2 separate regions of the Drosophila melanogaster genome follow, and region 2 is linked to region 1. The links are chromatin contacts, called in public ChIA-PET maps. All regions are on one chromosome and are shown on one strand. The core of a region is the stretch at or near the end of the contact, and the rest is flanking DNA. Distances in the headings are between cores, read along the strand shown. Region 1 holds the start of CG31705. Region 2 holds the start of crol (crooked legs).

Evidence for each region. ChIA-PET counts read pairs in DNA pulled down with a chosen protein or histone mark.
Region 2: a contact with region 1 is called in an RNA polymerase II ChIA-PET map of the S2 cell line, with 9 times the contacts expected there. The contact joins the promoter of crol here to the promoter of CG31705 in region 1. A contact is called at or near these places in 29 of 107 Hi-C or Micro-C datasets (the Clone 8 cell line, the D17-c3 cell line, the Kc167 cell line and 7 more) and 6 of 6 datasets of contacts at active chromatin or transcription factors (the Kc167 cell line and the S2 cell line).

Annotation. Positions count from the first base shown.
Region 1 is chr2L:11,526,055-11,530,550 of dm6, forward strand. CG31705 reads right to left here and starts at 2,151. Exons shown (of 3, transcript NM_205965.2): 1 at 2,067-2,151. It overlaps CG31706, which reads right to left. Exons shown (of 2, transcript NM_001273458.1): 2 at 2,984-4,129. The coding sequence ends at 3,495.
Region 2 is chr2L:11,807,181-11,811,273 of dm6, forward strand. crol (crooked legs) reads right to left here and starts at 2,258. Exons shown (of 8, transcript NM_164971.2): 1 at 1,946-2,258. CycY (Cyclin Y) reads right to left here. Exons shown (of 3, transcript NM_001273465.1): 3 at 2,912-4,093. The coding sequence ends at 3,937.

The sequences.
Region 1 (4,496 bases), core at 901-3,400:
TAATAAGCACAAATTATGGTTGGCCTAATGACACTTGGTTTCCCGTTAGCTTTCCTAGGTAGCTACCATTTGAATAGCTAAATAAACATGATTAAAGTTTTACGCAATTCTGGAACTTTGCTGTTCCACTTAAAATATTAAACAATCAGCGAGTGTCACGCCCTGATTGCCAAAATTCCAGGAGGTGGGCAACAGTCTGCGCCCACTTTATTTGACCAAATTAGAAGCGCGTTATGCGTGTCTTGGGCGGTCCTCTAATGATAATTAACTTGCTGATTTGGCCGGCTTGTCGCGTGGCTACGCTCCATTGAGTTTCGCCTTGTGTTCTCAAACACACCCACGCTGGGTTCCAGAACTATAAACACGGGAATTTAAAGGCCAGGTCTTCGACTTAAGAGGCCAACGGAAGCTTTTCTTATTACGCCACAAGGTGACAGTGGGAAAGTAAGGCGCAAATCGCAATATAGGACTTTTATAATCCATGACTAAGAGACATATAAATGCAACATATTTACTACTGTACTAAACACCCCGATTCCATCGCCTTTTTCGGTTGAATTCCGCATCTAGAAACAATAGTTTTCCGTGCTTTATTTACATGCAATTATAAGTAAACTTTTGTTTGGAACTGACACATGCACCTGCTGTAACTTGCGAGTGATGCTAAAAACATGATAGACTGGTTTGATGACTCATCGAAGCACTGAACTGCAACGCATGCGCAGCTATGACGTCAGTGGGGAAATTGTAGCGGCTCAACACGAAATCGCTTATCTCATGTTTGCTTACTTTCGATTTCTACGAATTTTACTAGTTCTGGAGCATCTTAATAACAATTCTTGCTTATTCGTTCTTGAAATACTAAGCTTATCGCTAGTGTCAAATGGCAAAACACTAAGAGATTGGCGTGGGTTCGATGACAAAGTTGTTTCAACCCAAACCTTCAATAATTTTCGGAAAATGTAATAACCATCATTGATGGGACTTTAAATAATATGCGCTGTACGTACATATATTGCTCACATTACCCATTACTAGATTAAGTCTAGAAATCGCTTGCTAATCGCAGATTTCATGTCAGATGTCAAAGCTTTTTGAGATTATTGCGTATTTCAAGTACAACGTTTTAATGCAAATGAGTTGCTCAATAATAAGTGAATCACTTATTTACTGGGCCTTCAAAAGAGTTTATTTTTGGAGAAGACTTATATCATAAATGGAAGAAATTCAAAGACTCATTCCAAAAAGAAATCAACACACATGCTCGAAAGCCGGTTAGTTACGTGTGTTTTTGAGTGGGTGCCTCGTGGAAAACATTTTTGGCACGAATCGGTTTTATTTGCCATTTGGTCAGCTGCTCTCAAAACTAAATGGGCTTATATAAAATTTTATTTGCCTAACTAATGAGATGGGGCAGCTGTTTCTACAGGCATGATCTTATAGAGATTGCTTTGTGCCCTTATCATGTAATTATTATTTTTAATTTTATATATTTTTTATTATGTTTGAAGGCTGGATATAAAATTGTTATATACGTATATGTATAAAACATACATTTGCATAATTGATTATTTCCCCATTTCGAGGTATTCTAACCCACGGTGCCTTTACAATTCCAAATCAACCTGTTGAGTGCATTTTATTAGGAAAAGAATCAACTAGTATTAATTGAAGACATACATATGAATGCAGATTAATTACATACATCTGCATGTTACTATGCGAAATAATTAAAATTAATTAGAAGGGAGGAGTTAAAAACGCGTCTATTGATTTCGATTGAAAAAAGCTATTTGATATGTATGGCTTCTTTTATATTTGAACGCAATTTCACAAACAAACTTTTTTACTTTTGCTTTTGAGTGACCTTCAAGTCGGGCAATGTTTGCAAAAAAAGATATAAACAAAAGCAACCACCGCAATTAGTGTTTAAACCAAGGAAATTACACTTCTAACTATAAACAAATGGAGCTGTAGTACATTTTTGAGAATCAGATTTTGACATATAGCACTCACAACACCCTCAGCTTAAAATGTGATAAACTTAAATTTATTTTAATATTTACTCGGGCTATCTGTTTTATTCCGATTGCTGTTTTGCCGCGTGCGATATTCGCTTTGTGTCGTGCAAAGTTTCTCGAACAACTGAGCTATGCCAGCGAACCAACCGCTCGTGTTTTGCGTTTTTCTCGTGAGCGACGACCGCGAGAGCAACTCGGTGGTCAGTACACTGTGCGAAACTTGGTGTGCAGTTTAAAAAATTCATTCAAACTTTAACTTCAGCCTTAACAAGCCTTAACAGCACGTATAACTAAAAAGACAATGACAGTATAATATTAGTAAATAAACAGTAAAATATTGATTAAAACATTAATATTAATTAATTAATTAGTTAATTTATTATTAACTTTAAAATATGAAATGCTAGGATGCACCGAATGCTTTTTATATATAGTCACTTGGCCGTTTTTTTCTGTGCAATTTTGAGATACTTGACGTTGTTATTGTTCCTTTGGCAATAAATTTTCTTAAATTCAGCATTTCTAGTGTCCCAAGTGAATTTTTGATATTACTCATCATCATCTCATGCTCATCTCAGTTGGAAAATAATTTACGCTTGTACTTGTAGTACAAAAAATGTGTGCTGCAAGATTGATGTTTTAAGCGAATTTTAACTAAATTGTTCCCAACTATTTTTTTCCTAAAATGATCCCTGAAACTCGGCTTTAAAACTTATGAATGACAAAACCTCTCGCCATATTCACTACCCTTTAACCACTGTGTAGCTCAGTGGATGCTTTTGTTGTAGGTGTTGTTTTGGATCTAATGAGCGCCAAGTGAGCTTCATTGCTCTTGTTGGATCATCGCACGATCACCGTTACAAAAGGTTTTTGTTTGTGGGTGAGTTTTGAGCTCGTGTCGCTTTGTTTTTTGTTTTGATAATACCCATTACTTGCAGTTTAATGGGGTATTTCGATTTTTTGGTTTGGTAGTTTGGTAAAAAAAGCATTTAAGATGTATAAACTATCAATGGAAAAGTCAAAATTTCAAAAGCATTTTCTCTTTGACTGGATGATGCTCGTGCTGTTACAACCTCATTTAATGTGAACAACCAGATTGTAGTTACCAGATCCCTAAAATATCATATTAAAGTTGCATTTTTATTCCCAGTGTGCTTTCACCTTTTTTATAGCGGGACAAGCCCTTTGACAAATATGAACATTCCGATGAAGCACAAAGGAGTCTCTGACGTGCGTTCTATTTTGGTTCTATTTACTGACTTGCGTCAAACTGTTTGTGTGCTCACGACAGAAAAGTCCTTTAAAATTTCTTTGCATTTTACAAGGTAAAAATTAAACTTGATAGTTCTTTAATATAAATTTTTCCAGAAACAGTTCCCTGATGATTTTTTCCGTTTGCTAACGGTCTACAACCATTTATATGCCAAATGCACATACCGAACAAGTTTAAATCTTTAGTTCGCTTTATTTAACTTAGTTTTTAGTAGAATCCGTTTCGACTTCATCATTTCTTGCAGCTACAAAGTTGGCCACATCCACGGGAGTACCTGCATGGCTGACCTCATCACCACCACCAACTTCTGTACCATCATCTGCACGACCAACAATATCGCCGGCAACGATGGGTGGCTCAGTGGTTATGGTGGGTTGGAAATTGCCCGGATTGTGGGGTGGAGCTGGAAAGCAAACGACCCGTTCCACTTCTCGCATCACCTCCGAGTTTTCGGGATCTGTTTCGTTTAGCATGATGGGAAAGCAAATGATGCCACCATCTGGATAGGGCTGAGGAGTTGCCTCCGATTCCGTGGATTCCTCACTGGAAACAGCTTCACTTCCTCCGTCACCTTCGCCCTGCCCCTCTACGTCATCCTCCTCCGTTAGGGGATTTTCCGGGGGGACCACTGCGGAGGATTCTCCTGAAATAGTGGTCTCATTGTGCAAAACTCCCTCCTGCTGACCATTGTTGACGATGATGATCTGTCGACCATTTCCCTGGGGCGACGACTGGCCCTCCTCCGGATTTCTATGGTACGTATGGTGTCGGTGGCCAAACAGAACGTTGTTCATCATGTGACCCGCCAGCATTCCGGTGAGGAAATCTCCTGTACCTGTTCGGCGTAAAAAATGAGTGAAAAAGTAAAATGGGTTGAAATCGTCAAAGTAGATTAGAAACTAGACAATGTGAGAGCAATTAATTGCATTAGAAAAGTAACAATCTGTTTCCATTAATAAAGCTGCATTGTTAAAGCTATGAATTTACAAAAATTTACAGATTTTAATTCAAGCTATCTAGTTCACTACAAGTAAGGAAGTTAAGGAAAACGTCGTCCAAGCTAACGTAACTACTATTGAGCCACACACATAATAAATAAATGTAGTCACTTATTTAGCAACCTAATAAGTCTTATATCGATTATATGTATATGCTTAATGGTCTTTTGCCTTTTCTGATTTTCCAATGCTATTTAAATCGAA
Region 2 (4,093 bases), core at 1,008-3,507, 280 kb after region 1:
AGAGAGAGACAAGCGAGTACAGGCGGCGCGTCGATACAAGTTTTGCCTTTTGGCTCACATTCTATATGCCGAGATCCGAAACTCGAGTTATAGTTATAATTATTGCCGCTGCTGCCGCTTTTTATTTTTAAGTTTGTTTGGCTGTCGCTCAAATTTCGACCGAGAGAGCGGCGAATCGAATGGGAAAAAGAGTGAGAGAGAGGAGAAGGAGGATCAAGTTGGAGAAACGTCCGTCACATTTTCATTACAGCCAATTAGTGTGCATTTCATAATTGTTAAACAAAACACAGGCACACATCTGAGCACAATTGGAAAAGCTAAAGGAATTGGAATCGGGAGCTGGGTTCTAACATATGGCGGCGAAAAAAGTGCCAATACGGAAAGCGCCACCGATCGCTTAAAGTGCTATAGTTAATAAATTTTAGAAAAATGCAACCCTGCGTCTGCCCTCTCTCGCTCTAAAACTTGCAAGAATGACACGATGATGACGTTAATGGAAACTCTGTAGCTGTGGATGTGCGCGCAGCTCATACACAAGCACACACAGATACTCTCGCACTCGCACACAAAAACACTCACACACCAATACACTGACAGCGAAGTCGACCGCAAAGTCATTTGATTAATAATTCTCGCATTCTTTTTGGCCTGCGAATTTCACAAATAAACTCAATTGTTTCCAATCAGCCCCGGTACTTGTCCCTCTCCCCATCCCATCATATCCGACCCACCCCCTCTAGCAGCTTCTCCCCTCGTACAAAACACTGCATTTTTTACAAGCTTTAAAAAGGTTGTTCGGTTCGTTCTTATGACGCCAGTATATGAAAATTTACTTGATATTGCAACGGTGGTGGTGGCGGGCACACTCTCCGGCGAATGTGTGTGTGTGTGTGCAACAGTAGTGGCAATCAGAATCGAAACGCCGCGCGGGTGAGAGGCGGTGGTGAACGGCGAACAGAGCAAAGCAAACTGAAAACTGAATGAGACGCGGAGGCAGCAGAAGGCGAGCAGGCAAAGGCGACCGATGTAAAAGTTCTTCGTGCGGCGCGTTCGGGCGGCAGCCGAAAGCACAAAAGTCCAGTGGGAGAGCCAGTGCAGGCGGTTTGGCTTTGACGAGGGATCAATTGATTCGACTCTTATATTTAAAAGTTATTTATTGAACTTCCTAAGTGTGGCATAATAACAAGGCTATCTGATTATCTTATTGAAAATTTGACAGTCAAATATCAAATATAAGTTTTTTTTAATAATATGGCAAAGGCATAACAAATATCAGGTAATGAGTTGATTAGCTTAGAGCTGTAAAAAGCCCAATAATCCCAATCCAATGCTAAAAAAAGTTAACATTTACATAAGCCAGTGAGAAAAATAACTTTAATAACAAGGCGGTTTATCTGATCGGAATACATGAAAATTTAAAACACTTATTAAAATAATTCAATTTAATCTTTATAACCTTATATTCAAATGGAAAAAGTCAAAAAAGCATTTATAAATTACTGATTAAAGTATCCCTTTCAACAAATTTTTATATTAGATGAAAACTTAAACTACTTTTAGCATTCAGAGTAGATAACTAGCCAAGCAGCACCTGCACTTACTCCAATTACAAAAACTGGCTAGAGAGAATCCAAGTGGCCAGCACTGGCAAGAGGTGTGGAGGCAGCGAGAGAGCGAGAGCGACTACGAGAGACACCGCAAGATACAGATACAATGCGTGCTCGAGCCCGCATGTGTGTGTGTGCGTGCGATTGCGTTGTTCTTATTAACGATTTGCTGCCGCTGTCTCCGCCGCTCCCTCCACCAACCCCCTCCCGTTGTTGTGCTGCTTTTTCGGGGCTTGGGCACAAAAAGGCGGCAAAACGGTTAAGCACACAAATTCGGCCGGGTCCAATTGGCCAATTTGAATACGAATGCAAGAGTCGCCAATTCGAATTGCACTCACCAGCGATATAGTTACGTTTTATCCATAGACCAGCGAGCTACCACTCCTTTTTCTGCCTGCAGCAGCGTCCCTTTTCAACAGACGCCGTTCCCGGATTGCTCAATGGCGATCTTGGTTTCGTGGCCCGATCTTGCACATCACTCTCCACTGGTCACTAACTGCATTGCGCGCACTGTACACTTGCGGTTGGCCATTTAATTAGAGCGGTGCCTTTATTTTCTTAACATTTAACGCGGATCCAGAGTTTTAGTTGCGGGCGGAAGAGCGAGAGAAGCAGTGTATAGAGCTGGAAGAAGTATCGATATGACATCGATAGTTCTCCAGAGCTGGCAGTGTGACCGGGCTGCTTTATTTTCAATGTAATTTTGAAATATACCAAATACACAAAAATACCAAATTAGGGATGGCACTGCGTCGATAGCTTTGAAAATTAAGTTTTTCGTAAAGTATTTTATAAATAATAAAAATAATTAGCAGCGTAAATTTAATAAGTTATAAAGTGTAATTGGAATTATAAGATTTTCTGAAAGTATAAACTTAAATAGTAGGATCTTGACTATTTCTAAAGAGTTTTTTTTTTGCATTTGCAAGTGGAGTATTTATAATGTTGAAAATCAATGTGTTTAGGTGATTATCAATACTTTTCCACATAATCTTGTTCGAGATTTTTGAATCCATATTTTGTGGGAGGGAAAGAAAATAAGTGGATTATACAATACATTTTATACGATTTTCGAAAGAAATCCTATGATCGATCTTCTTATTTAGAATAAGATATGTTTCTAAAATGTTTTTATACATAGAATAGCCAGAAGTCCTTTCTATATAAAAAAAAAAAAATGTTTCAAAAACTTTCTGTTTCATATGGCCATGTTTTTGACTTCGAATAAGCGCGCTTTCGTTTTCAAAACCCACGTTTTCGAAAAAAAAGTGACAAAAACTAAGTTATAGAAAGTCTATTTCTTTGATTTGCTTTTATTTAGCTTTATCGTAAAATAAATTACAAAATAAAATACATTTTGCATATAATTCGTATCCTTATATGTCTAGTACATTAATTTACTCACAAATCTTTTGGGTTAATATTGCGCTGTGCTCCTTGCAACTCTCGCTCGGATTTTGTTTGTTTTTCTAATGCTAAGAACCAAAAAAAAACAAATCAACTTGCCGCAGGCCGCGCCCCCAGAAAATCGATTTGTGCCTGAAGCCTGACGCGGGGAAGCCGAATATCGTTCATCGTATATAAAGCTAAATGGAAACTATATAAGAATCACACGAAATCATATTGAGTTATTAAGAAAACATGGATGTAAGGTAAACAAATTAAATTCGTAACAAATGTACAGGGAAATGTTTTTCTTTTCTTTTTTTGGGCGCGGACGCGCTAAGTAAATGACAATTTGGTGGCCGTGGCCAACCGTTGAGATTAAATTGCTTAGATGCCAGCTGGATTAGGTGGCCAAGTCAATTACAATATTATTTAAGCCGTTTTGTACAAACAATTCTCTACTGTTCGGTTTAGGTTTCTGTATCTCTTTCTGCTTCTGTGATCTTTCGTTTGGCAATTGGTTACGCGTTGCTGTAGTAGTACTTCTGTGTCTCTGTTTAAAATCATCATCCAAATCCATGACTGCATCGGTAGTTTCGCTTACATACATCGATCGCATGTACGTATATGTAAAAAGTGGTCCTTAATTCGAGACGTGTGGTTAAAACGCTTTTCTTCGTGTATGTATATATTGTATATAAGACTGTGATTCTTTCTGCACGTATTTGGGTGTTCCTTTTAGAGTCTGTGTGCTGGCTAAAAAGCCACCCGCAAAAGCTTATGCAACCGGGTGGCCTACGAAATGTATCTGAATCTGTGTGCAAAATCTGATTCAGCGCAGAGCTACGGTTCTCAAATGACGTTCGATCGGACTACGGACTACAGAGTACGGATCTCATTGCTGCTGTTGGTTGGTTGTTCGGTTTTAGTAAGCTAATATAAATCACGATAGTATGGCCACGCTGCGTCGCGGCCCGCCCTGACTGATGTTGTCCATGGAGGACCACTTCTTGATCCCATTCTTCAGTGCCTCGGCAGTGACCTTGTCCTGCATCACACGCGACATGGCCTCCAGCTTCTGGGCCCGCTCCTTGGACAGC